Regions from separate parts of the Macaca mulatta genome. Here region 1 is linked to region 2. The links are chromatin contacts, called in public Hi-C maps. All regions are on one chromosome and are shown on one strand. Each heading gives the region's core, a stretch centred on a gene start, on an enhancer-like site or on the middle of the called end of the contact. The rest is flanking DNA. Distances are from core to core; before and after follow the strand shown.

Evidence for each region. A called contact is a pair of places that touch in the nucleus more often than the background predicts.
Region 1: a Hi-C map of blood shows a contact between it and region 2, with 5 times the contacts expected there. The contact joins the promoter of SAMD8 here to the promoter of COMTD1 in region 2. A contact is called at or near these places in 5 of 14 Hi-C or Micro-C datasets (CD4 T cells, blood, fetal cortex germinal zone and 2 more).

Annotation. Positions count from the first base shown.
Region 1 is chr9:74,497,474-74,504,585 of T2T-MMU8v2.0, forward strand. SAMD8 (sterile alpha motif domain containing 8) reads right to left here and starts at 3,411. Exons shown (of 6, transcript XM_077946531.1): 1 at 3,266-3,411. DUSP13A (dual specificity phosphatase 13A) reads left to right here and starts at 3,520. Exons shown (of 3, transcript NM_001418213.1): 1 at 3,520-3,668; 2 at 4,468-4,685. The coding sequence starts at 3,520. LOC144331132 (a long non-coding RNA gene) reads left to right here and starts at 1,106. Exons shown (of 2, transcript XR_013398069.1): 1 at 1,106-1,332; 2 at 1,549-1,862.
Region 2 is chr9:74,366,767-74,373,303 of T2T-MMU8v2.0, forward strand. It overlaps COMTD1 (catechol-O-methyltransferase domain containing 1), which reads left to right and starts at 4,523. Exons shown (of 7, transcript NM_001261688.1): 1 at 4,523-4,690; 2 at 4,806-4,933; 3 at 5,175-5,280; 4 at 5,369-5,487; 5 at 5,555-5,609; 6 at 5,795-5,928; 7 at 6,252-6,498. The coding sequence starts at 4,597. The coding sequence ends at 6,404.

The DNA.
Region 1 (7,112 bases), core at 2,161-4,660, 130 kb after region 2:
TTTTTTAGGATCTTAACACGTCTGGTATTTAAACTTATTTACGAAAGAAAAATACGATGAAAAAAAGGAGGACATCATTACTGTCAACAAATCCAAATGATATCATGTTCAGAATCACGTCTTTCACTACCTTCTTCAAACATCACTTCCTCTCCACTACTTCCCCCAGTCCTTTAGGCAAATCAGTGATTCACACCGCCCCTTCCACCCAAGATTCTTAAAAGGATCCACTGTGCACGAACGAGAAAGTCCCACAATCCAAGTACATTGCCCTAGTGATCTTTGATGTTTTAAAAGGCACCTGTAAAAATGCCAAAACCCAAAATTAGATCCCCAAGGGCTCCTTTTCTTTCTTGACCACACTTCTCTTTTTCAATGCCTCCCTCACCCCTAGAGGCCAGACAATTTCCCATCCAATAGCCCTCCTCCTTCTAATCAAACCTAAATCCTGCCCTCCATTACCACCAGCCCCACCCGGGTAAGAGGCTCCAGTCCCTGCCCCGATCGCCCTCCCTCGTCCTGGGAAGGGAACACCGGCCCAGGTCTTGCTCCTCTGACTCTTCACCCCCGCTGCCAAACCCAGAGCATCTCTTCCTCCGGGTCCACATTCCCGCAGGACCCCTTCGATCTTCTTCCCCCACTGCGCAGCTTTCAAAAGCCCCCAAGCTCTGGGCTCTTCAAGCCTCCCCCTCCCGCCCCCTCCCTCTCGTTCCTCGGCCTCCACTTACCCCTCAGCCTCAGGCCCTCGGTTCGACAACCTCCATTTCCTTCAGATTCCATTCCAGAGCTGACTCTCCCGGCTCCCTCAACCGTCTCCCCGGGGCCCCTCCGGGTCGCGGTCCCTCGGCAACCCCCGGCTCCATCCCAGACTCCCTACTCACCCTTGGCAGCAGGCGCCCCCCAAGCTACCCTCTCCTCAGCCTCAGCTCCCGCTCACCTCCGCGGTCCGAGTCGGGCTCCCCGGACCCACCTCCGAGTCGGCGTCCGAGCCGCCGTCGGAGTCCGGGGCCCTGCCCGCCTCGCCGGAGTGCAGCGCCTCAAGCGGCGGGGGCGGAGCCCGGGGCGGGGAGCCGGAGTGGAGGCGGGGGCGGTGGCGGCTGCGCGCAGGCATCGTCCCGGCCGCCGTCACCGCCGCGCCGGCAGCTGCTCACAGCCGAACCGGAACTGCTTCGGGAGGCGAGGCCCTACCGGCCGGGAACGGGGTTCTACCGGCAGGGGGCGGGGCCCACACTGGAAAAGACGCGAGGCTCCAGATGGGCCCGACTGGAGAACCGAGAAGCTGCCGCGGGGGAGCCAGAGGGCGCATGCGTCATGCCGAGGGCCAAAGCGAGAGTAGGAAGCGGGGCTAGCGGAGCGGGGGCGGGGCCTGTGGAATCAGTAAAAGGGGTTAGGGCCTAGAAGGAGGTAATCCTAATTCCTCTGGAGAGAGCCCCCTCTTCTCCAATAGCCAGCCACCAACGATAATTGTTATAATTTATTGCCCACTTCCTCTTTGACAGCGTCTATGCCAAATGCCATATAAACATCTCATTTAATCCTTGTGCTAAGGCCAGGCGCAGAAGCTCACGCCTGTAATCCCAGCACTTTGGGAGGCTGAGGCGGGTGGATCACCTGAAGTCAGAAGTTCGAGACCAGCCTGGCCAGCATGGTGAAACTTCATCTCTACTAAAAATACAAAAATTAGCCGGGCGTGGTGGCGCATACCTGTAGTCCCAGCTACTCGGGAGGCTGAGGCAGGAGAATCGCTTGAACCCGGGAGGTGGAGGTTGCAATGAGCCGAGATCACGCCGTTGCACTCCAGCCTGGGCGACAAGTGTGAAACTCCATTTCAAAAAAAATAAAAATAAAAATCCTTGTGCTAACTCTGCAAGGGGGATCGTATAGCACAGAAAGGTAAAGAAACACATTGCCTGACATATTGCAAACTGATATTCCAACCCAAATCTCTCTAACATCTGATCCTATATTTTCCTCCACCATGCTGCGCCACCCTGAGGGAAGGTCTCCTCCCAAGCCAGGTCTAGCATAGGCATAAACCAAGTCCAGACCCAACTGTAACCTGGACACGAACCCCTCCTTGGCCTTGCCTCCCCACACAGTGCCGGGCTGACTTCAGTGGTTCTGAATGGGATGGACATGAATGTAGACTGCTTCCATGGGATGCCCTGGTGTGGCCTTTCCCTTCAAACTGGTCTTAAGGCCAAGGACAGCTGGGAACCTCCCCACTGCAGCCCATACCCTTCCCAGCTCCATCAGGGCTGCTGAGAAGTCACATGACAGAGGGCGAGACATCTCATCTCTTGCTGATAGCCAGCTCTGGCAGAAGGACAGGTTGACCTTTCTCAGTTTCTATTTTGGGACCCAAAGCCCTTATAGACAGGGGAATCTCCCTCCCACCCTCAAAATGTTTCTGATGACAGTTGGCCCCTTTGGCTCTCAAAGTCTAGGGCAACACTCACCTCCCTTCTCCCCGTTTGACATACAAGGCCCTCTTCAGCCTTCTCTTCTGAGAAGTCAGCTACGTTCATTACAGGACCATTGTTCAAACCTTCCCCCACTGGCCCGGCATGGTGGCTCACACCTGTAATCCCAGTACTTTGGGAGGCCGAGGCAGGCTGATCACTTGAGGTAGGAGTTCAAGACCAGTCAGACCAACACGGCTGACAAACCCCGTCTCTACTAAAAACACAAAAATTAGTGTGGCATGGTGGTACACGCCTGTAATCCCAGCTACTCAGGAGGCTAAAGCAGGAGAATCACTTGAACCCGGGAGGTGGTGGTGGCAGTGAGCCAAGATGTCACTGTACTCCAGCCTGGGTGACAGAGTGAGACCCTGTCTAAAAAAACAAACATACAAAAAACAAACACTTTCCCCCTTCCCCCATGAATCTTGTGGGCACGCTTTAAAAATGAAGCTCTCCATGTCTCTTATCCGTATTTCTCTGACTCTACAACTCAGAAAACTGTCCCTGACCTCCATAATTCAGAGACTCATCCAACAGACATCCAATCCAGCTCCTACCCAATTTGTGGCCCACCTAGACTACACTTCTTTCAGTTCTATCATTCATCCTTGGAACCAGCCACCTCCTCTGCACCCTGGATCTCTACTTTAACTCAGTCCTCATAACCTAATAGCCTTAGGCAGGGCTCTACATCTACTAATTCCACAGACGTTTCTAAGTACCTACTATGTATCAGACCCAGCACGTCTTTTGTTTCATTTAATCCTCAAATTCTCTGAGGTAGGTGTGATTATCCTTACTTTACAGATGAAGAAACTGAGGTTCAGGGAGGTAGCTGACTTGCAGAGGTCTCTCTGATTCCATGTTCTCACGGAGTTTGGGGGTGGGGGGAGGCTTAGGGAGGAAAAGGTCTTGTCTGCTCCAGAGGCCCCTTTGACTTGCTGAGTCACTTGCTCCTGTCCCACCTGTCCCTGTCAATCTCTGGGAAGGAGAAATGACACTGGAGAGGCAGAGAGGAGTGACCGCAGAGGCAGAGGGGTGGGCGGGCTGGCCCATGGCTGAGACCTTGCTCCCAGAGCTGGTGGGAGAGGACAAAGCCACGCCTTGCCCCAGCATCCTGGAGCTGGAGGAGCTCCTGAGGGCGGGGAAGTCTTCTTGCAGCCGCGTGGATGAAGTTTGGCCCAACCTTTTCATAGGAGATGCGTGAGTGATAGCTGGCCAAGGGTCATGGGGGTGGGGACAAGGAGAGGCAGTTCTTGGTGGCTTTACCAGACACAGGAGGGTAGAAACAAGGAGAAATAGCTCTGCTCTGACCATCCCAGGCCAGGGACCTTCTCCAGGACCCCAGGCTGCCAAGGACAGTGCAGTGACCAGGTATGGCCACGAGGGGGAGCAGGGACTTCGCCTGCCTGAAAGCAGGGAGTCTCCCAGGAGTCCTGGGAAACATTTCCAGGACAACTGGCAAGTGTAGAGGTACAGGCCTGGGAAATAGTATTTGCAGCATGAGATGAGGTAGACAGAGAGCCCCCTATTTCTGGACCCAGCCTCCCTCCTCTGGATACAGATGGTGGAGAAGCCTGACTGAAGGTGAATCAGAGAAGGTGTTGCCTCTCAACATTTGTAGGCTAGAAGCAGGTATTAGGTGGTAGCCGGTAGAGGACGGATGTGCGTGGGAGGACATGAGGCAAGAAGGGAGGGGCAGCCAGGTTCTAGGGCTGAAGCAATCCCTTCCTTCCTGTCCTGGCCAAGGCAGGAGCAGAGGCCTTGAGGAAGCAGAGAGGGTCTAAAGATCCCCCAACACACGCATACCACCAGTTCTGCCACCAGAAAGTGTGGGGCTCTGGGTATGGGGCTGTGGAGTCAGACCCCACTTGGAGCTTGCTGGGGTTGGATTCTCTTTGGACCCTGATGGCTCGGTCCCTCTGCAGCAGGGGGCCAGGCAAAGCCTCCCTCCTGGTCCCATGGCTTGGCTGTTATCCAGTGCCCTTTCTGCCCTCCCCAGGGCCACAGCAAACAACCGCTTTGAGCTGTGGAAGCTGGGCATCACCCACGTGCTGAACGCCGCCCACGGGGGCCTCTACTGTCAGGGCGGCCCTGACTTCTACGGCAGCAGTGTGAGCTACCTGGGGGTGCCAGCCCACGACCTCCCTGATTTTGACATCAGTGCCTACTTCTCCTCCGCGGCTGACTTCATCCACCGTGCCCTCAACACGCCTGGGGGTAGGACTTGGGGTCCAAGCCCGTATCCCATCTTGCTCATTCCTGGGGAGGATGCCTCATTTCTTCTCAGTCATCAGTGCCCTCCCATCCCTGGTTTTTAAAAATCCTCTGCTTAGGCCGGACACAGTGGCTTATGCTTGTAATCCTAGCACTTTGGGAGGCCAAGGTGGGTGGATCATCTGAGGTCAGGAGTTCAAGACCAGCCTGGCCAACACGGTGAAACCTCATCTCTACTAAAAATACAAATATTAGCCGGGCATGGTGGCACACACCTATAATCTCAACTACTCGGGAGACTGAGGCAGGAGAATTGCTTGAACACGGGGCAGGGGGAGGTTGCAGTGAGCCGATATCATGCCACTTCACTCTAGCCTGGGCAAAAGGGTGAAATCCATCTGCCCTCCCACCCTGAAAAAAAGTTCTTTGCTTAGTGCTCCAGCATTTTATCAAACCCTATTCCTTCCCAGATGGGGAAACTGAGGCCTGGAATACAAGGCCATGCCATGAGTTAGGAGCAACCCTAAGGCTGAAAGCCATTTCTCCCAAACAGCAGAATAGCTCTTTCTCTGCAACACTCAGCTTTGGGAAAGCACCATTTGGTACCTAGATGTCTGCCCCAAAGTACTTCTTTTATTCCTTTTTTTTTTCTGAGACAGAGTCTCAGTGCTACCCAGGCTGGAGTGCAGTGGCACGATCTTGGCCCCTCCATCTCCTGGGTTCAACCTCTGCCTCCCGGCTTCAAGCAATTCTCGTGCCTCAGCCTCCCAAGTAGCTGGGACTACAGGCATCTGCCATCACACCCAGCTAATTTTTGTATTTTAGCAGAGACAGGGTTTCACCATGTTAGCGAGGCTGGTCTTGAACTCCTGACCTCAAGTGATCTGTCTGCCTCGGCCTCCCAAAGTGCTGGGATTACAGGCATGAGCCACCGCACCCGCCCCTCAAAGTACTTTTAACTAGAAAGAAATGTATCTCAAATACTCAGGATACAGCATAGGAGTCCAGGGAGGCTGGTGTCCTGGCTTTGTGGCCATCCTAGAAGACAGCTGTGTCCCTCACTATGTGACCCTGAGCAAGCCAGTGTCCCTCTCTGGACTTCAGTTTCCTCATCTATGTGACAAGAATGACAAGATTACAGCTCACATGACTTTTTAGTATCCAAAGCACTTTGACATTCTTTTGTTCTTTGTCCATTCATTCACCAGCTATTTACTGAGTATCCACTATGTGCCTGGCACTGAGCTAAATAAATACTGGGAATACAGACTTTAAGAAGCAGGGTCCTTGCCCTCTTGGAACTGGTGGAAAGACAGCCAAATTGTGAATAGTATAGTCAGAGCTACGCATAAGAGTGGGCCAGTGTGGAGGGCTCTGGGAGCACACAGCGGGGGTGCTGAGCCTAGAGGATCAGTAAGATGGGGGGACTTCCCTCTACAAAAGTATTCATGGGTCATATGCAAAAAAGATGAGCTGCTCTGTGATTCAAGCAATACTTTGAGCGGTCAAGAAAGCCTGTGGAGGAAGCCATGTCTCAGCCGAAACCTGGTGGATGAGTAGTAGAAGTTAGTCAGACTGAGACCAGGGGAAACAATTTGCAGGTATTTGGAATAGCATGTGGTTAAGGCTGGAGGTCAGAAAACATGGCAGCCTCAAGGAACTGCAAGTTCCTCCATTTTTCCTCGAGCTGAAGGTGGGGGAGGGACAGTCTAAGATGAGGCAACAGGGGCCAGCTCTTGAAGGGTCTTAACAAGCTATGTTAAAAAGGTTAGGAGGCCAGGAGAGGTGGCTCACACCTGTAATCCCAGCACTTTGGGAGGCCAAGGTGGGAGAATCACTTAAGTTCAGGTGTTCAAGACCAGCCTGGGCAACATAGTGAGACCTTGTCTCTACAAAAAAAAAAAAAAAAAAAAAAAGGCTGGGCGCAGTGGCTCAAGCCTGTAATCCCAGCACTTTGGGAGGCCAAGACGGGCGGATCACGAGATCAGGAGATCGAGACCATCCTGGCTAACGCGGTGAAACCCTGTGTCTACTAAAATATACAAAAAAATTAGCCAGGCCTGGTGGCAGGTGCCTGTAGTCGCAGCTATTCGGGAGGCTGAGGCAGGAGAATGGCGTGAACCCGGGAGGCGGAGCTTGCAGTGAGTTGAGATCGCGCCACTGCACTCCAGCCTGGGCGACAGAGTGAGACTCCGTCTCAAAAAAAAAATAAAAATAAAAATAAAAAATAAATAAAAATAAAAAATAAATTTTTTTTTTTTTTTTTTTTTTTTGAGACGGAGTCTCGCTCTGTCACCCAGGCTGGAGTGCAGTGGCCGGATCTCAGCTCACTGCAAGCTCCGCCTCCCGGGTTCACGCCATTCTCCTGCCTCAGCCTCCCGAGTAGCTGGGACTACAGGCGCCTGCCACCTCGCCCGGCTAAGTTTTTGT
Region 2 (6,537 bases), core at 3,273-5,772:
ATAACAAGTGGGTTTTGTTTTAAGCTACTTACTTTGTGGCAATTTGTTGTACAGCAATGGAAAACGAAGACAGAAGGTTCATGCCCATTCCCTAGTTTTCTAGAGTTTCTCAGAAATCCTGAGCTTACTCAGCTGCAAAGTGAGTGGTGGGGCAGATGTTTGAACCCAAGTTCATCTGTTCTAAAGCCCACGCTGTGGCTTTCCCATTCAGCCTCCCTAGATGAGGAAAATGAGTCACAAGAGGCACTGCCAGGGTCAGCTCCCCAGTATCTCAGCACAGAGGAGGTGGGACCAGACTGTGGCCCCCTCATGCTCCCAGCTCATGTGAGGAGCCCCAGGAGCTCCCAAGTCGCCATCTGTCTGTGTCTATCTGTGTCAGTGCATTCGGCCTGAACCGTCCTAAAGCCCCTGGAGTCAAAGCCCTGCCTCCTGTGACATCTTAGGTAAAAGGTAGTGTTCTCCTCAGGGAGCCCAGCAGACCTCACCCAGACATCGGTGGTGGTCTGCTGGCCACTGAGGCCCTTCTCACTCTAGGGGACTCCGCTTCATGCCCTAACTTCTCTCATTCATGCTCAGAGTCAGAGGAAACTGGTGCCTCATGAGCCAGAGCAGACATGAAGCTCAAAGACATGTTCAGGCTGGGCGTGGTGGCTCACGCCTATAATCCCCCAGCACTTTGGGAGGCCGAGATGGGCAGATCACGAGGTCAGGAGATCGAGACTATCCTGGCTAACATGGTGAAACCCCATCTCTACTAAAAATACAAAAAATTAGCCGGGCATAGTGGCAGGCGCTATAGTCCCAACTACTCAGACTGAGGCTGAGGCAGGATAATGGTGTGAACCTGGCAGGCAAGGCAGAGGTTGCAGTGAGCCGAGATCGCGCCACTGCACTCCAGCCTGGGCGACTGAACAAGACTACGACTCAAAAAAATAAATTAAAAAAAAAAGATGTGTTCAGTTTGGCCAACAGTGTTTAAACACACACACACACACACACACACCCCCACACACACACACCCCGATGTTTAAAATGTGAAGTTTCACACTGAAAGCCATATTGCCAAACTCTGTTGGGGAATTGGAAGCTCTGGCCATACTGGGCCCATCTTCCCACTTGGCATCCAAGGCTAAAGCCAAGTGGCCACCATGTCCCCTGGTGAAGGGTGAGCTCTGGAGTGCTCCAGTCCCCACCACCCCCTATTATCTCCCCCTACTTACTTCACCTCCCTGGACCCAAAAGACATCTGAACTCCAATCCCTTAGGATTGATTCTATGACCTTACCCTTCTGCCTCCTGCCCTGCTCAGTCTCAGGAGATCCCAGGCGACAGCAGCCAGCCTGTGTGATGCTAGCAGGGCTATGAGAAATAGGAGTGGGGCCACTAGGATGGAAACTCAAGGGTCTCTTCCAGACCTGTTTGTGTGGACAGCTGTTCCCAGTGACCCCGTTCAGCTAAGACTGTCAGGCTATCTGCATCTGTCTGCGTCAGTCCACTCAGCCTGAACTGGCTCCCTCTGTGCCTGGTGGGGGCCTAAGTGCAGGTGCTGATGCCCATTTTCTCTGCCCTGATGAGGCTTCAGGTTCCTTGGTGCTTAATGGGGCAATGGCATTTGGCCAGAAGGCACCTGAGACAGGTGAAAATGACCTCCCCTGCCCATTCCCTCCCCTGGGGGCTGCTGCCCACATCCACATGGCCTTTTAGGGAGGCTCAGCCCCCCACCCCACCCACTACCAGGCCCACTGCCAGGAGAAGAATCAAAACCCACTCTGTCTTCATCCCCCAGGCTTCTAGGAAAAAGCCCTAGAACAGATTCGGAGGCAACACTGCTCACTTCATGGTGAGCTGAGATGCTGGTGCCGCAATGCAAGAGACAAGAAATGAGTAGCAAAAAGGGGAGGGAGGTGGAAAAATTAAATTTTGCATGATCAGCAAGGTTTCAAACAATCGCTCGCCAACTGAAGTGGGTGCCACGTCTATAAGTCATTCTGTTTTATAGACCATTAGGATCTCCAGAGAGAACCTGCATGGAGACCACTGCTTTTTGTTGAAATTAAAATGTCAGAGAAAAAGAAATAGAACAAAACAGGGAATCTGCAATTAATTACCAGGCCATAAAAATTCAATAATCAGGAAGCAGAGCGGCGGCAGGCCCAGAGGTATCACAGCCAGTGTAACAAGAATGGAATACATTAATCTTTTCAAATTAGTTTTTTAATCTGACGGGGATATATGGTGACATGCCTCCCCTCCCCACCCGCTCCCCCTCAACCTCCACGGCTCCGGCCTAAAGCCAGGCTGTGGGAGGGAGTTACAGTGTGAGCTGGGGGCCTGCTGCAACCTGGACCCCTGGGCTGAAGGGAGAGGGCCTTCCCCGGCCCCACCTGAGCGCAGGGCTCTCGTCCCAGCAGTGGAGCCAGGAAGGCCTGTTCCCCCTGGGTCCCAGGGTACAGGGGAGCGGTAGGCGCATTTCCTCTATTGGCTGGGGGTTGGGCGGTGGTCTCTGAGCTTTCCTGCTTGGAAAATGGGAACAAGATCACAGCCGTCCCCGGATCCTGGAAGTATTGTGTCTGGTGCCCCGCAGGTCCTCAATAAAGGGGTCCTGCTGTTACTATTTTTACTCCTGGCAGCAAGGAGCGCCGGGCAGCGCCAGGACTCTATTCAAGAGCATTTATTTAGCGCCTGCCATGTGCTCAGTCCTGGGAAGGAGAGACCAGCATCCTCAGTCCTTACCCTACAGAAAGAGGCTCACAGTCAAGTTAGAGGCCAAGCAAGATGTAGAGGGTAAAAGAGTAAAGGGCAAGAAGCTTGTCCTCGAGCAGGGCTGCTGGCCCGGTGGCAAGTCCCAGGAGGGCTAAAAGGGCATCTGGGCACGGAGACGGCAGGCTCTGCCCCCACACAGCCGTGTGCTCCTGGGGCTGCCGGCTGATTGGTCTAAGAACCAGCCCCACCCCGTCTCTGATTAGAGGCCGTGCCCTCCAGCCCGGAGCCTCCCCCCAGAGCTTCGCCGCCTCCTTCCTTGCCTCCACTAGGCCCAAGGTTCCTGCAGCTCAGATGACTCCAAGTTTCTGGACTTTGTCCTCAGCCAAGCCACTCTCCCATTAACCCCTCAACAAGCCGACCTCTGGGCCTTGCTCAGGCTTAGCCCCTGCCTGGGATACCCCCCAGTGGATTTCAATGACTAGTCAGCGTTGTTAAAATGGACTCTTGGCCGGGTGCGGTGGCTCACACCTGTAATCCTAGCAATTAAAAAAAAATTTTTTTTTAATTTAGCCAGGCACAGTGGTGACTGCCTGTGGTCCCAGCTACTTGGGAGGGTGAGGCAAGATGATTGCTGAGCCCAGGAGCTCCATGCTGCAGTAAGCGGTAATCTTGCCACTGCACTTCAGCCATGCCAGAGACCTTGCCAAAAAAAGAAAAAGAACAAGGCCAGGCACCATGGCTCAGGCCTGTAATCCCAGCACTTTGGAAGGCCGAGGCAAACAGATCACTTGAGGCCAGGAGTTCGAGACCAGCCTGGCTAACATAGCAAAACCCGTCTCTACAAAAAAATACAAAAATTGGCAGCGTGTGGGGGTGCGTGCCTGTAGTCCCAGCTACTCCAGAGGCTGAGGCAGGAGAATCGCTTGAATTGGGAGGTGGAGGTTGCAGTGAGACTTGATTGTGCCACTGCACTCCAGCCTGGGTGACAGAGCGAGACCCGGACAAAAAAAAAAAGACTGTCTTTCACCTCCTCCGGAGTTTGGCGCATGGTAGGGGTTCAATCAGTGCTCTCCGGACTGTTTCAGCAGAACAACCTTGCAAGGGAGCTTCACTGGCTTTCTCCTCAAGATGTCTTCCAACCTACAAACATAACAGCGGCTGCCACTTACCTATTGTGCTACTGTGTGCGAAGCTGTGGGATCTGGTGCCTTTTATGGTAAGATTGTGGGCCTCATTTTACAAGAAGGAAACTGAGGCTCAGAGAGACTGGCAGGCCCAAGATCAGACGCTCATATCTATCTGGCCCCCAAAGGCAGGATTTTAACAGCTAAGAATATGGTCCCAGTTCCACAGGCCCACCCCAGGGCTCCTGAACCCCAACTCGAGGCTGCGTGCCCTCAAACCAGGTCCTTCACTCCTTCAGCCTGATGCTTTGGGGCATCTTGCCCGGGAGGCCTTCGGGAGACCTTCCCCCTTTAATCTGTATCTTTTGTACTTGTGACTATCTTGTAATTTACACTGGCGCCCTCCATACACAATCCACATATGCCCCAAGGGGCCTCAGAATAAATAGTGGCGAGGAGAAAAAGCATTGGCAGGAGGAGCAATGGACGCAGGCCCCTGGACTGCGGGCAAAGGCGGGAAAATTCAGATCCAGCGCTTGCCTGCTGCCCGCAGGGGCGCAGTTCCCGGCGCGGCCACCAGATCGCGCCCGGCTCTATCGGGCAGGGCTTGCAGTAAGGCTGTGTGGCCGCCAGATGATGCCCGAGACCACTGCTCCGCGGGCAGTGCCCAGACAAGGTGGAGCCCGGCGGGCCCGCGAATCCGAGACGTGTCCCAGGAGCTCCAGCGCACGTGACCTGCCATTGCCTCCCGCCGCCTCCTGCCCGCGCCATGACCCAGCCGGTGCCCCGGCTCTCCGTGCCCGCCGCGCTGGCCCTGGGCTCAGCCGCGCTGGGCGCGGCCTTCGCCACTGGCCTCTTCCTGGGTGAGCAGGACCCTGTCCCGGAGGGCGGGCGCAAAGGAGGGCGCGGCGTGGCTCAGGTTAACTACCCTGTGGCCGCAGAGCCCTGTACCCTGATCCAATATCTTCTCCCTGGCAGGAAGGCGGTGCCCCCCATGGCGAGGCCGGCGAGAGCAGTGCCTGCTTCCCCCCGAGGACAGCCCGCTGTGGCAGTATCTTCTGAGCCGCTCCATGCGGGAGCACCCGGCGCTGCGAAGCCTGAGGCTGGTCAGCAGGGCGCGGGACGGGAACGGGCGTCCCTCTCGGGCCCTGCGGGTCCCACGTGGCTGTGTGACCTTGGGCTGGGCCGTGGCCCTCTCTGGGCTTCCGGCTTCCCCGGGCCGGGTGCGGTGGGCGTTCCCGGAGGGTCTGTCCCCCAGGCCACGCCCAGAACCGCGCTCCTGGGAGTTTGGGACCCCAGGGCGAAGGTGGGTAACCGGCATGGCTGGTGACACCTTCTTTCACGCAGCTGACCCTGGAGCAGCCGCAGGGGGATTCCATGATGACCTGCGAGCAGGCCCAGCTCTTGGCCAACCTGGCGCGGCTCATCCAGGCCAAGAAGGCGCTGGATCTGGGTAGGGGCACGCAGCCGGGATCCCGGAGGGCCGAGGTTTCTGGGCCAACCCCCACTCTGCTCTGAGCCCGTCTGTGTTCTGGTCCCAGGCACCTTCACGGGCTACTCTGCCCTGGCCCTGGCCCTGGCGCTGCCCGCAGACGGGCGCGTGGTGACCTGCGAGGTGGAAGCGCAGCCCCCGGAGCTGGGACGGCCCCTGTGGAGGCAGGTGAGCGCCCGCGCGTAGCCCCGCAGCCCCAGGCGAGGGCGCAACGGCTGACCCGCTTCCTCCGTAGGCCGAGGCGGAGCACAAGATCGACCTCCGGCTGAAGCCCGCCCTGCAGACCCTGGGTGAGCACCGAAGCGGGAAGGGTTTTGTGGCCATTGCAAACGAGGTCGCTGTGTGGCCGAGCTGTGACTAGGCCTGCGGGTTAAGGGCACGGCCGGCTATCACAGCGCCCGGGCCGGCCTGGGAGGGGCCTTAGGGACGCCGGGGCCGCGGACTCAGCCGCACCTGCCCTCCCTCCCGCTGCAAGACGAACTGCTGGCGGCGGGCGAGGCCGGCACCTTCGACGTGGCCGTGGTGGATGCGGACAAGGAGAACTGCGCTGCCTACTACGAGCGCTGCCTGCAGCTGCTGCGACCCGGAGGCATCCTCGCCGTCCTCAGAGTAAGGGATCCACTGCGGGGGAGGAGAAAGCACCCTCTCGGGGCGGGTCCCCATCTTTTTCCTTGACTCCTCTTATACCCCAAAGCCCCACCCAGTCCAGTCACATAGGCTCCACCCCCTGCGGGGCTCCGGCCCCAGTAGGTACCCAGGCTTTCCTCCGCTTTGGTTCTCTGTCTCCGGCTCTGGTCACCTCCCGCCCGGGGACCTCCCTCCGAGGCCCCGCCTCCTGCCTGGGCACCTCCCTCCGAGGCCCCGCCTTCCGCCCGAGCACCTCCCTCCGAAGCCCCGCCTCCCACGGCCCGGTTGGCCCCGCCCTCCCGCAGGTCCTGTGGCGCGGGAAGGTGCTGCAACCTCCGAAAGGGGACGTGGCGGCCGAGTGTGTGCGAAACCTAAACGAACGCATCCGGCGGGACGTCAGGGTCTACATCAGCCTCCTGCCCCTGGGCGATGGCCTCACCTTGGCCTTCAAGATCTAGGGCTGGCCCCTAGTGAGCGAGGGAGGGTTGCCTGGGAACCCCAGGAATTGACCCTGAGTTTTAAATTCGAAAATAAAGTGGGGCTGGGACACACGACCTCCTGAGCCTCCGTGTGTGGCGCTGGATGGGGAAG